Linked DNA regions of Zea mays: region 1 is linked to region 2. Evidence: chromatin contacts called from public Hi-C data. All regions are on one chromosome and are shown on one strand. The core of a region is the stretch at or near the end of the contact, and the rest is flanking DNA. Distances in the headings are between cores, read along the strand shown. Region 1 holds the start of LOC100273363 (Salt tolerance-like protein). Region 2 holds the start of LOC103633079.

Region 1 (4,236 bases), core at 867-3,366, 270 kb after region 2:
AATTGATAAACAACCATTTTCTGTTAACATAACACAGCTTACGGACAAAAAATTCTTAGTTCGGCCGAAAGTGGCCGATAAAGGCAAAGGAAAAGACCTTATCATTGTTGATCCTCGCACGCCAAATATATCATAGGGAGTAGTTACTCGGAGGGCTCCGGCCAAGAGGATTAATAAGACTAGAGACGTTGGGGGGCAAGTACAATTAGACAAGCGATCAAAGCTCATTGTCCCGCACATCGTGGATGGTGCGACATTTTTGCTTGGATACTCCTGAGCCTACGGCGGACAGTCCGGCTGACCCAGCCAGACGGTCCGGTAACGAAGGCCACAACATCCACACACCTACAAGCTTCGACAACTAGAAAAGGTATGTGGGGGTAAAGCACTTATAAAGCACTTAGTCGGCTGGTCAAATCCGTCCCTACTTTTGATCAATTACTCTTCAAATATGCTAACAAGAGGTCATTCCACGTGGTCAGCAACGAAGAAACCCCGATCATTCGCAAAAAGCAACACAGCTGACTAAAGCGGCCCAAAAGGCGACGCAACAAGTGTCGCCTATTCATCCATATCCAGTGGTGTCAAGATACTTTCCACCAGCCTACTCATCGCCAATGTATTGTCTTGTTCAAATATGGAATAGCACGACGACAAACCCATATTACATGCATAGTCCCTTTGCTTATTCGGGCTTGGGGGACCACAATTTTATACCTTTTGACTCGTTAATCAAATGGTCATGGCTGAAAAAGATACAATCCTAAACGAACTTTATGCATTAGAATTCTATTAAATAACTATAGTGATAGTTGAAAGATCCATGACTTACATCAGTCTGAGTTCTTATTTCGGGAACAAGATGACTTATGAAATTTACTGTTTCTTGGAAGATGTTGCTAGTCCAGGTGCTTTTGATTTGACAAGCTCCACCAAAAGACAGGGCATATGTTGAGCAATGTTTATGATAGGTGGACGATCCGACCCTAGCCCTAAACAGTCTGCGGACGGTCCATCGTGGCGGCGTGGACGGTTCGCGCGTGAACATAATCAGTTAGAGTTCCCGATTTCTTGCGGGTTTTGTTAGCAAACTTCGCGAGATTTGTTTGGGAACCGACTTGTAATGGGTCTAGACCCCCTTATATAAATGAAGGGGTACGACCGATTTACACTGCCATAATCGATCAAATCAAACCAATTTACCATATTTATCTTATTTGTCTTTTTCCCTATGCATTAGGAGTAGGAGTAATCTAGTCCTGGTATTAGTCTTACTCGACCTATTTCTTTACCTCTCTTTGGCTCAACGTTGTCTAGAGACGTCTTGAATGACATGTCGATCCTAAGACAACTCTAAGATCTCCTCCCCGACGGGGTCCTTTCCGAGAGACGAGATTCAAGTTTCTGCGAAGAAGAAGACTGCGTCATCACGGGCTATTCGAAAGCACGTAGAGAAGAAGCAGCTACAGATTATCTGTCCCTACATCACGAACTGTCGACTCCCGCAAAGAGCACCGCTACGGTTCCATCCAATTATTTAACCCTAACTCGGAGCCAACAATTACCAAACATGCACAAAATATATGGATTGGCTATGTAGGTTGGTAGCCGACAAAAAAAGTCATGAAAGAATGCAGATTGATTCAGAGCCACAACCCCAAAATCCCGCTCCCTTTCCATTCTGTGGCTGACATCTCTCGAGGGCCCACCTACGCCTAAATCCAAAACCGAACCTAACTCCCACCAGCTCATCAACTCCAGGTGACCAGGTACGAGTCACAGATTCCTGGGCCCAGGCATCCCTACCCCGCATGTCGGTGATGATAATGTTGGTATCCGCTGTAGCCGAAGAAGACGTAGAGCATCAAATAGTGTTGGGCCAGTCTCGAGTAGAGAGTTGCGTGAGTACGGTCCATAGTCGTACCAAAACAGTTCACTTGGCGGCTTGTCGCTTGCTGTGGTTCAGCCGTTCAGGAGTCGTTCTGGGTGCATAGACTGCGCCTAGGAAATGTTGGCAAGTACGATGCCTCTAGAGCACGGGTCCACCACATACTAGGCACCACCGCACCGCACCAGTGCACCACCACATCCAAATCATATACCTCTTCCGCCGTGTCGTCGCCCTTCGCTAGTCGCTTCGCTGCCACATCTCTCCTCGTCCAAAGACTCCAAGCTCCTGTGCGGCCTGTGTTCTGCTGCCGCCTCTGGTCCACATCTCCCCGCCGCCGCCCCGTCGTCTGCCGACACCTTTAGCGCTGGGAAGGATCACAGGGGATCGGCGCGAGGCGGGGGACCTGCGGTTTTTGTCGCCCGGATGGCGGCGGAGCGATGACACTGGCGTCGGGAGCGGCGCGGCGTTGGGATGCGGACGATCTGCGATGTGTGCGAGAGCGCACCGGCGGTGCTCTTCTGTGCGGCCGACGAGGCAGCGCTTTGCCGGCCCTGCGACGAGAAGGTTAATTCCGCTCCCTACTCCCTCTGACCCGCGGAGGTCGTCGTCCCTCTCGCAGATCGGACGAGGGTGCTGTTTCGATTGGGGTGGCGGGCGGGCACGGTGGTCTTTATTACCTCCGTCCTAGTTGGTGCGGTCGGTCTCTGTCGTGTTCCCATTTTCTCCATTTCGACGAATCGACGTTCGACGATCCTGCGTCTGTTTCGATCTAGCATGGGGTTCGTAACCGTACTAGTTCAAATTGATAAGATCCCGACGGAGGAAAATGGAACATTCTAGCATTTGACAGTGACAAACTTGTCGGAGTTCCTTGGATGGGTATTGAGAAAATCAGAAGAGCATGTAACCATATTATGGGCTCGGGGCGATTCACCTGGGTTGGCCCAATTGGCCTCTTAGAATCGAGTATTATCTTATTCTCAGGAACGCAAAGCACTTAAAGAACAACCCCAGATGGGAAAAATGCGCTGAAATAAAAAACAATTGCCGCCAGTTTTTTTTTTGTTGGTAAATGGTTACTAAATGTAGAGAGAAAATAAGGTTAGACAAAAAGTAGCTAAATTTAGGAAACTTATTTAGAGAGCTGTTGGAGAGGAGTTTTTAGGTCATCTACCTAACTGAGGTAGGGAGTCTTTTAGAGAACTACTAGAGTTGCTGTAAGGTGATCGTGATTCTTCCAGACTTGTGCGCACAAGAAAAGATTTATATCAAAATGGGTACTCCAGGATGGCTGTGGACCGATGATCTTGATGTCTATGAACACATATTACCTCTTAGGAGCCAATATTGCGGAATGGGAAAAACAACATATTTGAAAAACAACAAATGCTTCCAAACGCGTCATGTAACTTTTTTAAGTTGGGATCTCTATGAAGTAATAATTTATCCCAACATGTTAATTTTACATATTATATTTATTTTAGCCCGGCATATACAGTTTTTTATATGAGAACGATGAAATAATTATTTGATTACATAAGCAATTTTGTGCGGGGTTCATGCAATGTGTCAGTAGACATGGCCGATCTCATGTATCATAAACTCGGCCCCTGGAACACACGGTCACTTGTCCACTATCTAGGTCTGCATGCAGTACTAGACTACTAGTTAAGGAAGAAGAGCCGGCAGAAATTTCTATGATTTTATTTTTTTAATAATTTAATTATTTACTAATTACTTAATTGTTGTATGTATTTTTAAGCAAAAATTGTTTAAGATCTTACCTCCTATAGGGTAATGGAGACATGGAGTTCCGTAGCAAGGCCCAGGCCATCAGAATAGTTTTTTTTTTGGAGTGGGGTTGCCTTGGAATATTGCACTTTTAAGCTCTGTTTAGTGCAGTTTCTCAAAGGAATAGAAACATGGAATGTAAGGGTGTGTTTGCTTCATGGTCTTCCAGGCGAGCTGCCCTCCAGCCAGCAATCCTGGCCCCAAACGCTTGTAATCGAACGCTTAGGGGGTGTTTGGGATAGCTACAGGTTCTAGCTCCAGTGTGGAGCTATAGTTTATAATATCAATTTAAATAGTTTAAAAACAGTTTTAATCTAAATAATATATAAAATGACTTATCTAAATGTGTTTTAAAGGCTCACAGCTCCAGCTCCACGATTTTCTGGAGCACCTAATGACTTGGTCCACGAACACCACCAAATTTTCTGGAGATGGAGCTATCCCAAACAGAGCCTTAGGAGCAGCGCTCGCACCAGGCAGCTCTGCTTAGGTGCAAAGCAAACAGCCCCTAATGTACTTGTAGACTGCCAGTTTTGGATGCTACTAAAGTTATC
Region 2 (4,478 bases), core at 540-3,039:
CTTCACACACTGCAAGGAGCTCCAAGAGATGGCCTTTGTCCCTAAGGGTTTCCTCGGTGAGTTTCTCTACTACAGTTCCTTTCTGATCGAATCAAGAATGGTAGACACATGGATATACATGAGTTGTACAAGCATGCAAGAGGTTTCCACTCTTTTCAATTTTAGGTAACAGTCTAGAGCAGTTCACCTCTGGATCATCAAGAAGCCTTAGTTGTGTTGCGTCAGGTCTCAAGAGATCCCTCACGGCTTCATTGTATATCTCCATCGCCGAAAATTTTAGCACGAACTCCCTCTCAGGATGCTACAAGAGACCAGAACAAAATGTTGGAGTCGAATGGGAATTCATAGCAAAAATAGAAAGATGTTGCTTGGTTCAGACAAAATCTAATGAATCAGTAGCTCTACGACCATGAGTTGACCTTGTCAATGTAGTCGTAGATGTCTGCCATGCTACGCTCCGTGATGCCGACCATCGTGTACGTCTTCCCGCTGCTCGTCTGGCCGTACGCAAATATGCTTGCTGATGCGAAGGGATCCAGAGAAGAAAATTTGTGTAAGAACATTTGCATTTCAATGTCGTGAAGTAGTATATGACTGGTGTTGCTTCTGCAAAGCATATATAGGTACAGTTGATGCCGCTGAGCACCGATAGGGCCACCTGCTTGGCCCCTTCCTCGTACACCTGGCGTGTGCTACACTCAGGGTTGAACACCCTGTCTGAAGCAGAGGACGAGGAGAGAAATGTGAGTTGTGATTGAGCGTCGACTCTTTGAATGTGAGAGACGCAATAGAGCAGAAGGATGCATGCATGCATGCATTCTCACCGTAGGTGTATGAGGCGGGGAACATTGCACGCTCTGGGATGTTGCCGTGGAACATGAGCGTGGTCGGACCGGCGCACTCCCAGTCGGAGCCGTCGCCGCGCTCCGCCTCTCGCGCATTCACCGGCCGTAGCCGCACCGATACTAGGATCCGCTCCTCGCTAGCCATTGCTGTACTCCACGTCTGCTTTTCTTGCTATGGATCCAACCTTAAAGGAACACAAACAAAGCGACTGACCCATCAATGGATGCTCAGTCACCCACATGCGTCACGCACATTGGCACGACCGAACCAGCGTCATGTTCATGCGTATCGATTGCAAAATGCAGCGAGAGCCGGCAAAAGCGCCCAACACTGGTAATGTAGGCAGGCCGACAAGCAGTGACCCGTGAAGAGCGTGGTCGGTGCTGACCCCGCGGATGGCCTCCCTGCGCGGAAGTTGTGGCTCGGTACGATACGCGGCCGAAAGGGGAACGCCACCCCCAGCGTTCAATGCTCGCGGTTGCTTGTGCGCCACGTCGATGTCCTTGAAAACGACGCGCTCGCTCGCAGGGGTGATGGAACCAGAGCAAAATTATCCGTGCATGGCGCGCATGTAAAACCAAACTAGTAAAACGGATTATAAAATGCAACATCCATTTGCTCTGGATGTTGCATTGGTCGAAGGCAGGAGAAGTGGTCGTTCGTTACCTCCGGCAAGAAGACGGTGGTGGTTCGTGGTTTGACAAGATGACAATCGAGGTTTGTGGTATGACAGGAGCTAGAGGGCAATGCCGGCGAGGCGCTTCCTCCTCCTCCCCTTCGTTCGAGGGAAGAGAAGAGAGGAGGAGGAGAGGAATGGAACCGGACGGAGCGGGACAGGAGAAGGTGGTTGGTGGTTCCTGCCTCCCTTGAATTGGATGGAAAACAAAACGGTAGAAAAAAATCGAGCCGAGGAAGGGTGTTTTCTTTCCCCTTTTCACCTTTCTACTATCCTAGGCCCACGCCAATCATCACAACCTACGACATTCACGGAGGACCCGTGTGTCCGCCATGTGCGGCACGACGGTGGCTGAGCGCACGATGATTCCCCCTTGGGGACGGTGAAAGAGCAAATGACACCAAGACAAGCAGAACTAATTGCTAAATATAACACTGTGATCTTGCGGTGGTCAGTGGCATGATCGAAACCAGAAAGAAAAAACAAGAGACTTGCTAAATTGTTAAAGTTATACAAAAATTATAAATTTAATTTGCTTAACTTATATAAATATAATCTGTATTTTTTGGTATTAAGGTAAAACAATTGTTAGGCAAAATTATAAGCTTGATATAATCTGATCCGTGTTTGAAAAAAACAAATACTAACATTTTATATTTCGATCACGGACATGATATTGTGACGGAGGACTGTTCCAATAAAGATGTCAGTACAATTTCTATAAGTATTAGTTATACTGTAAGATAAACAATTTACTTATGTGATGGTTTATTTATCAAACAAAGAGAAAGAAAAATAAAAACGCTGTTTTCATAAGGAAACGATGTCTTCGACCCGCATCCATGAACATGGTCGGACGGTCGGACACATTCTAGACCTTTTAGGTATAACTAGGTGAGTGCCTGTGCGTTGCAACGGGAATATGTAATACAATAATACCCTATATACAAATGTGTATTATACTATTATAAGAAAAAGTTTCGTAATCCATTTGTGATCCTAGCCATACATAAATTTTGTTATTTTAATCTACCTATTTCACCACTCTATTGGAACCATCAATACCATGCAGACTTCTATATATGATAGTACAATGCATCACTTTTGTACAAAAAACACTATCAACATTTGGCCAAAAGCAAAACAAGCTCAACACGAAAAATCTTTAAATATTGTCTATGCTCAACATTAAACCTGATATCTGCACAAATACCATCTGCGTGTAACAATTGAACACTGTGGCGTCCAATCTCGCTAGGCTTCGAAACAAGGTGTAGTGACCATCTTCAATGATTGGGTCAACTGCACGTGTTGGGTCATACCTTGTTTGGTGTGTTAAGGATGAACCGGTAATAGGACGAAGCTTCCTGTTGGGCCCATGCTTCGTTGCGCCGAAGGTCTTGCGTGAAGAAGCAGCTTCGGCTGAAATCGTCCCCAGGAAATGGCCGAAGGTTCCTTTTTATAGAGCTTCGGCGTTGCAAACCGACATAAAGATAGAATGACCTTTTTATCCATAGAGGTCTAAGATAATGTTGTAAACTTTTGTAAAGGGCATAATTGTAATTCGTCACAGGCTGCGTCCTGTGTCTATAAATAGATGAACAGTACCCCCGTACTGTTCACACGAACCTGTCATTTGCCTTCACATCACACTTGTATTCTTCAAGACCGAAGGTACATTTGTAATTTGGAGTCATTTACATTCGTTTATAATAATAAAAATGGAGATGCTTTTATGATAACATTTAAGTATTTTCATATCTCATGATTTATATGAATGCTTCGTTCCTCATTGTCACGCTTACGAAGCTACGTCCTTCGTAACCTTCGTCCGAGATGCTTTATATTCCAAGGGGATATAATGTTATGGAGGACGAAGGACTTTTACACTTAACATTTTCTATGTTGCCTTGTTCTTAATTCTTAGCATTTGAGAACAAGTCCCCAACACTTCCAATACATATCCAACACAGATTTCACGAGCCTACTGTTCTGAAAATGCTCTTTGTGTGAGGTGACCTTATTGCTATGGTTAAAATTGTCTCGCATGTAACCTTTAACACCCCACCATGCACCATCCTTTCCACATAGATCATATATCTCCACAGCCTTCTCCCAGAACTTCCGTTTGAATCTTAATCTTGCCTCATCAATGTCCCATCCTTCTCTGTGATGCGATCCTTTTGTTTAAATAATTTCTTTGTGGAAAATAGATTTGACACACAAATTGAAGTAGTCCATATGTGTGGTGTGGCCCTACACCAATGAACATTGTTGATTAGTTGCCTCCTGCTCATATCAAATTACCAGCAACCACATCAGATCAAACCAATTAAAGCAAAATGTTCCTCAGGTAAAATCCTATTGAGCTGGCGATGAAAAATCTGCAGGAAAGCAATTACTTAAGAGATGTTCTACATAAAGAACTGACTGCACATATGTTTTTATCAACAAAGATGTTGTACAGTAACTGAGTATTCACAATATCAATAGATAAGAAAGGATAATAAAGAGTAGAGACAAAAAAGGATTATAGGCAGTCATTGAAATAGAAAAGGGAGGATGATGAATAAGGGGGAAATGTGTTATAGGTAGATCAATCTCTAATCCTTAGAAAGTGGTATTGACAGAAGTTACCTACTGAAGTGCATATTACAAGCATGAATTGGCAAGATGTAATGTTAAGAGAAGATACATGATCCTATTCTCCTTCAAATGGATATTATACTTGTATAATAAATACGATCCAGATACAAGTGTTCGCCATGGATTAAAAAACAAGAAATATGTGTGCTTATGTAGTGACAATATATCATATATCAAAGAGGTAAGGACACTCAAAGGGAGTATCGCAAACCATAGTTTTAGTTATTCTAAAATGCTTGCAAGTTATTTTAAATAACCAGTTCTACCTACTCAAACGACATATTTCTTACCTCCTTGAGTTTCGTGTGGT

Evidence for each region. Hi-C and Micro-C count contacts between places; a contact is called where the count stands out from the background.
Region 1: a Hi-C map of ear shows a contact between it and region 2, with 6 times the contacts expected there. The contact joins the promoter of LOC100273363 here to the promoter of LOC103633079 in region 2. A contact is called at or near these places in 14 of 25 Hi-C or Micro-C datasets (bundle sheath, ear, leaf and 4 more) and 1 of 3 datasets of contacts at active chromatin or transcription factors (leaf).

The regions. Positions count from the first base shown.
Region 1 is chr7:148,840,913-148,845,148 of Zm-B73-REFERENCE-NAM-5.0, forward strand. LOC100273363 (Salt tolerance-like protein) reads left to right here and starts at 2,117. Exons shown (of 5, transcript NM_001147802.1): 1 at 2,117-2,455. The coding sequence starts at 2,363.
Region 2 is chr7:148,569,324-148,573,801 of Zm-B73-REFERENCE-NAM-5.0, forward strand. LOC103633079 reads right to left here and starts at 1,790. Exons shown (of 14, transcript XM_008654759.4): 1 at 1,513-1,790; 2 at 825-1,030; 3 at 628-717; 4 at 420-520; 5 at 188-301; 6 at 1-82. The coding sequence starts at 990.